Linked DNA regions of Zea mays: region 2 is linked to region 1. Evidence: chromatin contacts called from public Hi-C data. All regions are on one chromosome and are shown on one strand. The core of a region is the stretch at or near the end of the contact, and the rest is flanking DNA. Distances in the headings are between cores, read along the strand shown. Region 1 holds the start of LOC103647801 (classical arabinogalactan protein 4). Region 2 holds the start of LOC103647803 (zinc finger protein 7).

Region 1 (6,105 bases), core at 1,812-4,311:
TCCTCACAGATTATCCTGGTTGCCGATGAACCTTGTGTGTGACTGGTGATAGTTAGTATATCGTTACTGCCAGCTGATGCCCATCTGCGCCGCGCATATACCACCAGGTAGCAGGCAGCTCAGCTGGGGTCTCCGACATATGAGCATTTGGCCACAAGCACACAACTCGCTATCGCGACACTGGCTGCTTGTCCTTGTCTTCCTCTCTCCCCGCAAAGGCCGCAGATCCATAGCTGCGACTGCGGACGAGCATCGCCATGTAGCCCGCTGCGATGTTTCGTCCAAACAGGCAAAGCAACAAAAACACACTCCAACGGACACGTGGTGCCAGCCGGATGCCAGATTGCCAGGCCAGCCCGTTCGGTCCGGACACGGGCATGAAGAAGACGGGCGGCGGATCTCATTATCCAAAAAAAAAAAAGGACGCGATGGTGGGGTCATGTACAATGGGCGGAATAAAGATATAAATAAATCATCTCGATGAGGTGGCAGTGGTACAGGAAATTAAAGAAGAGAATAGTAGAAAGAATCCGAGGCGGCGGCGGTACGTCCGCACGTAGCACCGGCACCCAAAACGTGAGTGGCACTGACTGCACTAGTACTACTACATACACGAGGCCCGGTTAAAAAACGGACAAGAGTACAACCGTCAGCCGGCGGCATCCATGGAAGTTGAGCGCGCGCGGCGCACCGGCTGCATCTTCCGCGTCGGAGTTCTGTCGTCGTCACGGCGGGCGGACCCAGGCAGCATGATGTGCCGTGCCTAGTCGAGCAGGCCGACGAGGCCCAGCGCCAGCGCGCCCGCTGCCATGATTCCGCCTGCCACGGTCCTTCCAGCGGCCTGCACATTTCACCAACATCGAGGCATGCGTCAGTCACCGACGTTGTAGTTGTAGCCAAAAATATATATATTTATACAGTGACCTGCCACACCAGTCACTAAACGATATTTATACAGCGGCTCGCTGCTCACGCGCCTTAGGGCATGTACAGTGGAGAGACACCAAAACGGTTCTCCAAGCACAAGAGACAACTAAGAGAATCTATTGTATAATGGAGTGTCTATAAACGTAGTCTATTAATAAATACAGAATGAAATGTATTTGTATAGCATCAGATCGATAGAACAGACGACAAATTCGTACAGTGGGAAGTGATGCGTCTGTTGTTACTTGGTTTACGAGACAGAGGCGTCTCTTCATTGAGAGACGGCTCTAAGATTTTTTTGAAAATAACCCTCTAAAACACCTTAAGAGCCCCCACATTAAACACCACTGTACATGCCCTTATTTACTGACCGTTACTAAAAAAATATTTATACAGCGGCCCAGATTCCGGATTCGGGGGCGAGGAATTCCGATAAGAACATCGAAGTTTCTCCCCGATGTAACCGGGAAAAATCCTTCCCGACAGATAAACGGGGAACGGTGATGGGAAGACATTACTCGTCTCTGTCCTTGTCCTCGCTGAGAGCAGTTAAACGTATATATAATGATGTTTTTATATACTATAAAAATAAATAATTATATTGTTATGAGATAACTCTTTGTTCAAATATATTTATTTTAATGTATATATAATGATTTTCTAGCATCTGACAACATATATAAGTGATAATATTTTATATTAATAATAAAAAAATATGTTATAATTATAATTTAATCCGAGACGGAATACATAACAGGTATTTATATCAACGGAATGGTGATCCGCAAGTGTTGTGGGATCAAAACTTTTTTTTTTGTCACGGATAGTCACGTGAGTGACGCCTGGCTGCTCAGTCTCCTTACTGACCGTTACTTATTACAGTACTACTACTTTGCAAAGAAGCTTCCAGAAAGCAGGGTTGTTTAGTGACTGCACCGTACACAAACGCACTGTGCAAAAAAACATTTTAATACTGTACGACGTACTGTACGTGATGGAATACTAAATGCGACAGCTCTCATCAAATGCCGCATTAACAATGTCCGTGACAAGGCTGGAATCACATGCGCCCATGGCCGACATGTCGGTGTAGTTTGGTGCTCAAACCTAATTTTTTCACTCGTTATGGTCACAGGTCTGGTGATGCTGCTCCTACTAAACAATCATTTGTCAAATCAATTGGCTATTGCTTTATCTCACTGTCAGACGTGATTGGTGATGTTGTAACGATAGCGTCGATTTTTTTTTACTCTAACCTCGGTGTAAAACGAGCAGCTGGAAACTGTAATTCAGGCACGCAATGGGATGGGGTTTCAAATGATGGAAACTGGAAGAGCTGAGCAGCAGTGGGCAACGAACGTACCGCGGTGTCGGCGGCGGCGGCGTCGCCGACCGGGCCGGGCGCGTCGGCTTCGCTGGCTGAGGGCGCCTTAGCCTTGGAGTGCTTGGAGCTGGTGGGTGCCTCGGCGACGACGGGGGCGGGGGCTGGGGCCTTGGACTTCTTCTTCTTGTTCTTGGAGGACGAGGAGGGCTTCTTCTTCTTCTTGGACGGCGCGGGCGCGGGGACCTCGGCGGGCTTGGTGGGCGGGGAGGCGGGGGCGGGGGCAGGGGGCGAGGCGGCTGGCGGCAGCTCGGCCACCGGCGGGGAGGCGGCGGGGGCGGGCGGGGTGGCCTTGGCCTTGGGCGCCGGTGCGGGAGGGGACGCCTTGGGCGGCGACGCGGCGGGAGCCAGGGTGGCTGGCGGGGTCGCGGCGGGCGCGGGGGTGGCAGGGGTGGTGGGCGGCGCGGCGGCCGGGGCCAGGGTGGCGGGGGTGGTGGGCGGCGCCGCGGCTGGCGCGGGCGTCTTCTTGGACGGGGTCGCCGGTGGGTTGGTGGTGGCGGCCGGTGCGGTGGCCGGGGCCGGGGTGGATTTCTGCGCCACGGCCGAGTGCACGGCTACGAGGCACAGCAGCGCCAGGCAGAGAGCGCCGGCGCGCGCCATTGCTGCAATGGTGGTGTGTGACGTGCGGTCTGCTGCTCTGCGCTGCCTCGGGCGTCTCTGCTGCAGCGGTTGGAGTCGCAGGGAGAGAGTGGGAGGGATAAATAGCAGCGGCGGCAGCCGGCAGGGAAGGGAAGGAAAGCGAAGCGGAGGCCAGCCAGGAGATGGAGCGGCGGGATTTTCACAACTGGCGGTGGGCCCGCGGGGCCATGTGCAGGGTGGGGACGCCCGCGCCGGTTGGTGGCACGCGTTCACGTGGGTCGATGGACCGATGAGTTGTGTTCGTGCTGTGCAGTGCAGGACGGGGTGACCAGACCACTGTGGTTTGTTGTGGGGTAGGAAGGAGCCGTTTGTTTTGGGCAGTCGGTGCAGTGGACACGCACGCGTCGGGACGCAGCGGTTCACAGACGAGAGGAGAGGGTGTACGTGTACAGGGGCCCGTTGGCATAAATTAATAAAGATATAAAATGTCAATTAAATAAAAGAGACAGTGATGTGGGTGTCAAATTTACGAAGTTAATCTTTTAAGTGTTGATTATACAAAGTCATTTGTTTAGAGTGTCAAAAATACAAATTTCTCCAACAGAAGGGTCGGCTCGATTTTAATCTTCTTTCCGCACTATCATCCGACATTTGTTTCTGCTCAGCTCTAAAGCATGGTATATGGTTATTGATATGGAGTTCATGTAATTTATATCATTATAAAATTTAATAATATATAACTCTTTTAATCTACACATTTGTTTTTTTGCGAATATGGGCTTTATTTTAATGCCTCTATATACACACTACTCACGGTAAATTTATTCCTCGTGGGCAGTTTGCACCGACACAAATCGATGGCGGTTGGTGAGTCCTATCAAATTATCGGATAATCAGTCGGCTCTGCCAATGATGGAGTAGCATATAATTGGTGGCTTTGCTTTCCTTAATCATCAGCCTGAAACTTTCTTAGAAGAGCGGGTGTGTCCAGCTACTCCGCAGACCGCACGATACGTTTTCTGCTCTGCATTCCGTTAGTAACTAATGTTACAAGGCAGTATATGATTTTCGTTTATCCAATATTTAGAACTGAGAGATGAAATTCCTTTATCTAAAATTTAGAATTGAGAGTGAAGAGATAAATTATCTTTGGAATCGGAGGAGGCCAGCGTTATTATAGCCATATAGGAAGATGGACTTGGGTTGAAAATTTCCTCCACAAACAGGCCTCACTATTCCTGATCCCACCCCCAAAGCGATTGAAGCCCATTGGGCCGAAGCTCATGGGCTCTACGAGCTTGGAAAAAAGTCGAAGTCAAGCACAAAAGGGAGATGGATGCGACAACAAACGTGACAGAAAACTTCAACCTCGCATCATCTTTGAGGACAGCTTCACTGCACCCGTCAAATTTTCTGCTCCACTCTACGTACTGCATTTGAGGCTTCGCCACAACCTGGAGAACACATCGGAAAATGTAGCCGTGCTTGACATCAAAAGCTGACCGACCCAAGGTCCAAACAGAGTCACAAAGTACACGACACGACGTTTTTTTAACTTTTATGTATCTTGTTTAACTGTTCATTTTATTTATCATTTATTTTATTATGGCTTATATATCATTAGAGACATTTTAATATTTATTTATCTATTTATTTTATGATGTAAAAATTAAATAAATAAATGATCAAATATTGATATCTAAAAGTTGAGAACGTCAACTATTTTGTGACAGAGAGAACAATGTGCAGTCTGACTTTGGTACTGTTTGAACACTAGTTTGTCCTAGGAATTGTAGCCTTGGAGTTGGAAATGGTTGTGTAGTGATTGTACCGTGCCTCTGTTGCTCTGCTGAGGTGACATTAGGGCTGGACAAAATACTCGTGGCTCATGAGCTCGCTCGACTCGTGGCCAGCTCGGTTCGGCTCGACTCGGCTCGTTTCAATTTTATCACGAGCTGAGCTAACATCTCAGCTCGGTTCGTTAACGAGCCAGCTCGACGTGAGCTCGAGCCAGCTCGTTAGCTCGAATGAGCTAGTATTTATCTGTAAAACAAAGCCTATATTTGTATTGGATGAATTAATAAGTGATGAACTATGTTAGTTTAGGGTTTAAATGATGCGATATATAAAATTATGAGTATTGTTAGTCTTTTCTACTGTTAATTTAGTATGAAATTAACTAGCAATTGATTATATTGTTGCATATATACATGTATACTATTTTTTGTTGTGGCTCACGAGCTAAACGAGCCAGCTCGAGCTCGCAAACGAGCCGAGCCGAGCTGGTTCTCTGGCTCGGTTGCTTAACGAGTCGAGTCGAGCCAGCTCGTTCCCTTAACAAGCCAGCTCGAGCTCGGTCGAGCCAAGCCGAACTGGCTCGATATCCACCCCTAGGTGACATCCTACCTGAAGAAGCTTTGTTAGAAACAAGCGAGGCAGTAAAACTCGTGCGCATTGTAGTTAAACAGCTTTGGAAATGCGTCTATAGGCTTTGGATCAGGATGCGTCCATACTGATGTACCATTTGTTTGAGCATTTAATTAATTTTAGTTCAAAATTAAATAAAAATAAAGTTTGATACTAAGTTGATTCGATTCTTAAATTTTTGTAGCGTAAAGTTCAGACCGTTACCACTCTATACGCGCATGGTTAAATAGAACAATGGCACAAGCAGCCAGAGTAAAAAAAAAACACAAAAAAGGCTACATTTCTTTAGCCTTTCCTTTTACGTGTGAACGAAAAGATAAGACCTCAAATTGGCGAGCAACTCAGGATGCGTTTGGTTGCAATGATAGAACGAGATAGGTTTAGGACGACCCCTCTGAAGGTCGCCTAGAGGGGGGTGAATAGGGCGAAACTGAAATTCTCAAAAATAATCACAACTACAAGCCGGGTTAGCGTTAGAAATATAAACGAGTCCGCGAGAGAGGGAGCAAAACAAATCGCAAGCAAATGAAGAGTGTGACACGCGAATTTGTTTTACCGAGGTTCGGTTCTTGCAAACCTACTCCCCGTTGAGGAGGCCACAAAGGTCGGGTCTCTTTCAACCCTTCCCTCTCTCAAACGATCCCTCGGACCGAGTGAGCTTCTCTTCTCAAATCACTTGGGAATCAAACTTCCCGCAAGGGCCACCACACAATTGGTGTCTCTTGCCTCAATTACAAGTGAGTGTTTGATCACAAGAAAGAATCAAGAAAGAAGGAAGCAATCCAAGCGCA
Region 2 (6,286 bases), core at 3,384-5,883, 150 kb after region 1:
GGGCCGCCGGGGGGTGGTGACTCGGACTCGGACGTGCGATGCGGCTGCCGCCCCCCGCCGGCCCGCCAGTGCGTATGATTGATTGGTCGGGGGGGCGGGCGAGATTGCGAGACTGGCGGCCATGCCAGCCTTTGGGGCGGTGGCGCGACGACGCGGCCGCGTGACGCGTGCGTCGGTTGCGTGGCTGGCCGCGTACGTCGTGCGCTTCTAAGTTCTAACCTTCGCCAAGCTGTGCCAGTCAGTCAGCTGTGTCCATTGTTCACCGGTCGCCGACCGGCCAAGCGTAACCTGCCAGGCAGCTGTGCGCGCGGGGCCGTGAAAGTCCGCACCTGTTCTTTGACGCGCGGCCAGGAAAAGAAGCGCCGCGCCGGCGCGTTCGAGGCCGTGAATGTGCGTGCCGGCGAGTTGCCGTGAAGCTTCGCTTTTGCGCGACACGGGGACGGGAAAAGGAAAAGAAAAGAAGAAGGCTGCTGCCTGGCTGCGGTTTCTGCATGCGGCGTGAACCAGAAGGGAACAAAACACTTGTTAGAGGCCTTTTGTCTGATTCGCGCACGCCCGCCCGCCCCGGCCGTGCTGGGAATTTCTAGGGGCGGTCACCCGTACGTGATCCTGACAGTGATTTGATTTCGATTCCTCGGTGGGCGCGTCGCCGACGATTACTGTAAGTAAGAGCAAGTACAATAATAAGCTATAAGCCTACTTATATGATATTTTTACTTATATATATATATAGAAGAGAGATATCAAAAAGTAAAGTGAGTTTGCTTTTATGTTAGAGTTAGGTGATACACGTGTTTCAAGACAAAAGGATGAATGAGAAAGAGACAAACGATTCACTTAAGAGCCAACCTTAAAGTCAGCTTTATTATATGTGTGCGTTTATTGTTGGTTATAGATGGTATGGTAAAGAGTTAGAGCCAACAATAAACTATATTATTAAACTTGCTCTAAGGCCAGTTTTTTACGGCCAGTAAGATAGATAGAGATGGTAAAAGTAGATAGGATTTAGTATCATCAGCTAAGGCCAGTTTTTTGCTCGATCGATAGGTTCGCGGGGTCGTGTCTTTTATTTGGAGCAGTATCATCAGCTAGCTGCTCTGCTTCCTCAACGTGCGCGTGGAAAGAAAGAAAGAAAGAAAGAAAAAAAATCACGCTTGCTTGGAACAAAATCAGGGGAACTAAATAAAGCCATATATAGAGACAAATATCAGGAATATGGACCCTCCGCCTTTTACACTTTCCAAAATATAATTCCAAAGGAATATATATGTGGTCTGGTGCCACTATCTGCATGCATCTGGGGATGCATACCGAAAGTTAATTACTTTGTATACGTTGGCACGATGAGCGACGCACCTCAATTCCACCGCATGCGGATCACCATACCGTTAGTTAGCATCCTATAAACCATCCTGATGTACAATGAGCTAGATTCTTTAAACATCGAGGACGTACGTGCTCTCTTGACGCGTGATGATACGTACGTCAGGGGCCCGGCTGCCCGGCATCCGGTTCTTTCTTTGAAACGCATGGATTGGCGTCCCATGCCATGCCATGCAGCTAATACAGGAACGACTGACTGACGACGTGCTGCTTGCGTGAAAGCAGGTGTGGTGGTGGAACTGGAACAAAGAACGACATGCATCGATCTTGAACGATACGTTCTTTTTTAGTAGTGGATGGATTAGTGGAAGGAGCGAAAGAGAGATGCGTGCAGACGTGCAGTGTGTGTGCTTATTACCGCAGCCTGAACATTACTGCCATCACTGGCCACTGCTCTCGATTAAATTCTTAACGATATTAATTATACAGCACGCCACACAGCAACAACTCTACTATATATACAATAGAAGAAAAAAAAACTTTAGTCTCGACCAGAACTGACAGGACGAACGAGGGGCCAAAAGAATATTGTCACGTCGCCAGTCACCCTACTGTGTACCGCACTAGTGCGCCGGGGGCGATTCATGCATATGCATGCATGGCCCGCCCCGCACGCCAACTCGCCAAGCACACGCAGTAAAACGCACGCGGCAAAACAACTCGGCTAGCTAGCTCCTCCCTGGACTGGAAGCTTCTGACCGGCGGTAGTGAGTTGGTCGACACTCCCGACATAGCCTTTTGCATTGTGTCCACCGTGGGCCTCTTTGGTAATGGTGGCGGTGAGCTTGGCCGGGCATCAGATATTTCTTTCTGGGATCTGATTTGTTGGTTGGACACTCGTGTCTCGTGCATGCTCACTGATGACTCACTGTTTACGTATACTCCCGTAACGAGTTGGGAATCAAAAAGGGCAGGAGACAGACGGGGGGGAACGAATAAAGGGACTGGCTGGCGTGACAACTGACAAGGCCCGGGCAGCAGACACGGCACATGCATGCAGGGGGAGGACGACGACGCTGCTGAGGGAGGGAGGGCTGAGGCGCTGCTAGCGGCCGGCCACTCTTTCTGCCTCTGCCATGGCCAATCGTCGTGCCCACATCCTGTATGGTCTCGGTCCGTCGTAATAAAAGGCCGGTATGTTTACCTAACGAACGGCCGACGACCCATCATGGCGGCCGAGACTCGGATCGCCGCCGGTGTCTTCTGCCTGCCTGTGCTTGTCCACTCACTCACTCAGTGGACCGGCCGGAAGAATATGGGTGGGGGTGGTGGCCCGTACGTGGCCATTGCAGGACGGTGCTGGTAGCTCTGTGTGTGCACACAGCAATATTGACCGCCTAGTGCATGCCTCTGTCGTCGCCTGTAGCAGGCAGGCGGGGAGTGGTGTGTTCCTGACTGTGGCATCGATCCTCATGCATGCACTCATGCCGTGATACATGAACAATAATAAGGGCATTAATTCCACCATCCACGTAGCGCTCGATTGGTTTGCAGCGCCGGTACAACCATGTAGCCAATGCTTAGAATGTATGTACGCGATGATTCAAGATGTAATGTCTGGTCGACTTCCGACGCGTTCACAGTTGATTCGGCACGGCGCCCTGCCTGCAGATGTTGAGATTTGAGAAGGCTACTACGTGTTTTTTCTCTTCTTCCTTTTGCATTGGATGGCTAAATAGTGCTAGAATTAAGTTATAAGTTGATTTTACTCGTTACTGTTATTACGTTATAATAAATGGCCTGATTCTTTTGGTAGATAGACTTATTTCATTTGGCTAAAAAAGTAGAGCACTATGGTTACAATTACAACTTACATCAGCGAAGAAGAAGAAGAAGTAGAAGTGGCATCACCTGGCCGAAGCTGAAGCGAGGTTTCCAGCACTGTGGGGCGGCAAGTTAGGATGGTTATTTTTGGATGGGCAAAGCCCACCCGGTGCGAGTCGGCCTTTCAGCCCAAAAGGAGTCGTGGCCCAATGCTTTAGAGCGGGTAGGGCACTGCGGGCTTGAAGAGTGACGGCCTGCTTTACAACTCACCACCTTTAAAGCCCACGAGGCTAATGGACCCGGTCAGCAACAATCTCCAACGTGGCTGTTGGTGGCTCCAGACTCCGGTGCTGCATGCATGATCAGTTGATCACGCATTTGGTGAATGACAGTTCTACCTCCAGCGGTCTCTTATTTCAAATTGAAATTCCACTTCATAAACAGAAAATATGCAAAACACGACCATATAAACTGGAAGGTACGCATGGGGGGAGACTGTGACAAAGCACATCGGAATAGAAATCATGGAACTTGCATTGGAACAGCACACCGCACCGGGTCGCTCGCAGAGCCGGTTCGCAGCCAGAGATGACATTTCGTCCACCCAAGATGATGGACGAAAGAACACATGGAATGGAACAAAAAACCATGCTCAGCAGCTGGCGACTACAGCTGCAGATATAATTGACAATATTTATAAAAAAATGTACCACTGTGTAAGTGTAACAAGATGAGGATGAGTAACCACACAGCTGCAGATATAATTGTGCCCTGGCACGACGAGCCTCGCAAACGGCCACGCCCTCTCGTCCGGATTGGGCCGCTGCCAGGGTACGATTACGAGTTAAAAGGAGACGCCGTATCCTGCATAGAGAAAAACATAATCATTATTTGCGCTTTGAGTGCGTCACCCACCCACTTGCTTCTCAGCAGAAAGCTTCTGTTCTTTACCTCCCAGAGTGTCTGCCTGTCCAATGTTAATGGCATGTAGGCTTTGGCTAGCAACAAGTGGCAACGGCACTTGCTTGCATTGCATGCATGTCACCTGAAATCCACTCACGTGGTGGTGCAGCTTGAGAGCTAGGCTTTTAGTGTTGAATAATGCCAAGCGTCCGTGCCTGAGCCTCAAGAGACAAAAAGAGAGCATGGGTGAGAGTTGCGATAAGTTCAAAGATGACTAGCAAAGCACCGATAGCGCATAGCACCTCTCTCTCTCAGTAAAGCATGCTACGCTATGGGTCAGCCAAACAGATCACCTGGAAAGAACTTGCTTCAGTCCACCTAAAACTTGATGTTTCTTCTGAATAAAGTCCACATGCAGTATAGAAGTCGTTTTGTTTTAAAACCAAACGTGAGCACTGAGCAGTATAGCTCCCCAAACGACAGGGCAGACACAGAATAGCGAAACTCTATCCAGTCGTCGTGGCCCTGCACGAGGTTGCAGGACTGTGCCTGATAGAAATGCGTAACGCTGCTATCTAGAGCAGGTGCGAACCTGATAGGGAATCAGCTGGACGTGAAACTGAAGTTTGTTGAAGCCTGTCACTTCGCATGACAAGTATATCATCTCGAAGAATAACAAGAACCACCATGTTTGCCACTACTGCAAAACTAGCATATCCGCCTGGTCCACTTCACCGAGGGCTTGCCCTTTTTTTCTGCTGGATTATTGCTGCCCGCAGACCCTTGCGATGCGCTTCTTTTTATAGCAACAGCAAAGCAGGGTGAGGAACGATAACCCAAACTTCAGAGACCACCCCCCCCCCCTCTTCTGCTACTTCCAAAGAGAGAGCAATGGATAGAGTACCTGATGGTGTGGAAGAGCACAAGTCAGCAGCAGACCAAGCTAACGAAGCTGGTCTAGCTGATGATAGTACCGCGGTACCATGGCTGAAGCTGGGTCTTGATGCGCCGAAAAGTGAAGAAGCCAAGCCCCCTCGAGAGGTGAAACCAGTGGCCACTCCACATAGGACTTTCTCCTGTAACTACTGCATGAGAAAGTTCTTCAGTTCGCAGGCCCTCGGTGGGCACCAGAATGCGCACAAGAGGGAGAGGTGTGCAGCAAGAAAGCCATACAGGTTTCAGATGATGACGGGCCTTAATCCTCCATCTGATTCCTTTCTCCAACCTTTGAGAGTGAACTCCCACTCCACGATCCTCAAGGATCATGGTGAAAGTGCTGCTGCTGCTGTTGTAGCAAGATTCGACGGAGGCCCAATGAGCAGCTGGATGCCTTTTGCAATTGAAGAACCTGGAGGGTTAGTATGGACAGGGAGCTTCACAGCAAGTTCAGAGGAGTCCAAGAAGCAAATAGAGCAAAAAAATATTGACTTGACCCTGCGCTTGTAGATTGTAATAAGCAGATAGGTCATTACATACAAGCATTTTCTGAGAAGTGTAATCTTTTCATAATTTCTGTTGGGTGAACAAGTATAAAATGCATGGTGAGGATGAAAAGTTTGAATCCGCCCTCACACTTGTGCATCAACTGAACTTTATTTTCTCTGCTGTCACTTGCAGCAGGCTATATGAATTTGGTTGTACTGGATCAAGTTAGTGTAAATTCAACCAATCTACAACTGCAAACCTACAACTGGCTAAAATTTAGGCCCTGTTTGGCACAGCTCAACTTCACTAGCAAAGTTGTTTTTGTGTGTGTGGGGTGGTGGTGGTGGGGGGGGGGGGGGGGGGGGGCTCACCTTCATGAGCAACTTTCTCGATGAAGATAAAACTGTTTTAGTGAACCGTTTGGCAAAACCTTAGTAACCAAGTTCCCGGATCTCGATGGGATCGACGGACAGGAACATGGGACGCAGTATGCTACTAAAATAAGGTTTTAGCATTATGGGAATGAGATTGTTCCCATATTTCCAGGATGGACGAACGTTCCCGGAACGAGGAACGTGGCCACATTCCCGGCTTCTAAGGGCAAAACAACTTTTTATATAGATTTTCTTAAAACATGTTCTCACAAACCCCACAAGTGGAGGTGAATCTGCGAAAAGCTATTTTTAGCTTCACCTTACCTTATTTCTTTGTGAGAGCATGCTTTAAGAAACTTAATTCATGAAGTTGTTTGCAAAAAAAAAAGAGTATCTGGAAAAAAAAGTCACTGCACTCATGAAGTTGTGTCAAACAG

Evidence for each region. Hi-C and Micro-C count contacts between places; a contact is called where the count stands out from the background.
Region 2: a Hi-C map of tassel shows a contact between it and region 1, with 2.8 times the contacts expected there. The contact joins the promoter of LOC103647803 here to the promoter of LOC103647801 in region 1. A contact is called at or near these places in 2 of 25 Hi-C or Micro-C datasets (ear and tassel).

The regions. Positions count from the first base shown.
Region 1 is chr2:215,793,029-215,799,133 of Zm-B73-REFERENCE-NAM-5.0, forward strand. LOC103647801 (classical arabinogalactan protein 4) reads right to left here and starts at 3,062. Exons shown (of 2, transcript XM_008672310.4): 1 at 2,291-3,062; 2 at 441-841. The coding sequence starts at 2,908. The coding sequence ends at 764.
Region 2 is chr2:215,940,817-215,947,102 of Zm-B73-REFERENCE-NAM-5.0, forward strand. It overlaps LOC103647803 (zinc finger protein 7), which reads left to right and starts at 4,634. Exons shown (of 1, transcript XM_008672311.4): 1 at 4,634-5,695. The coding sequence starts at 4,942. The coding sequence ends at 5,496.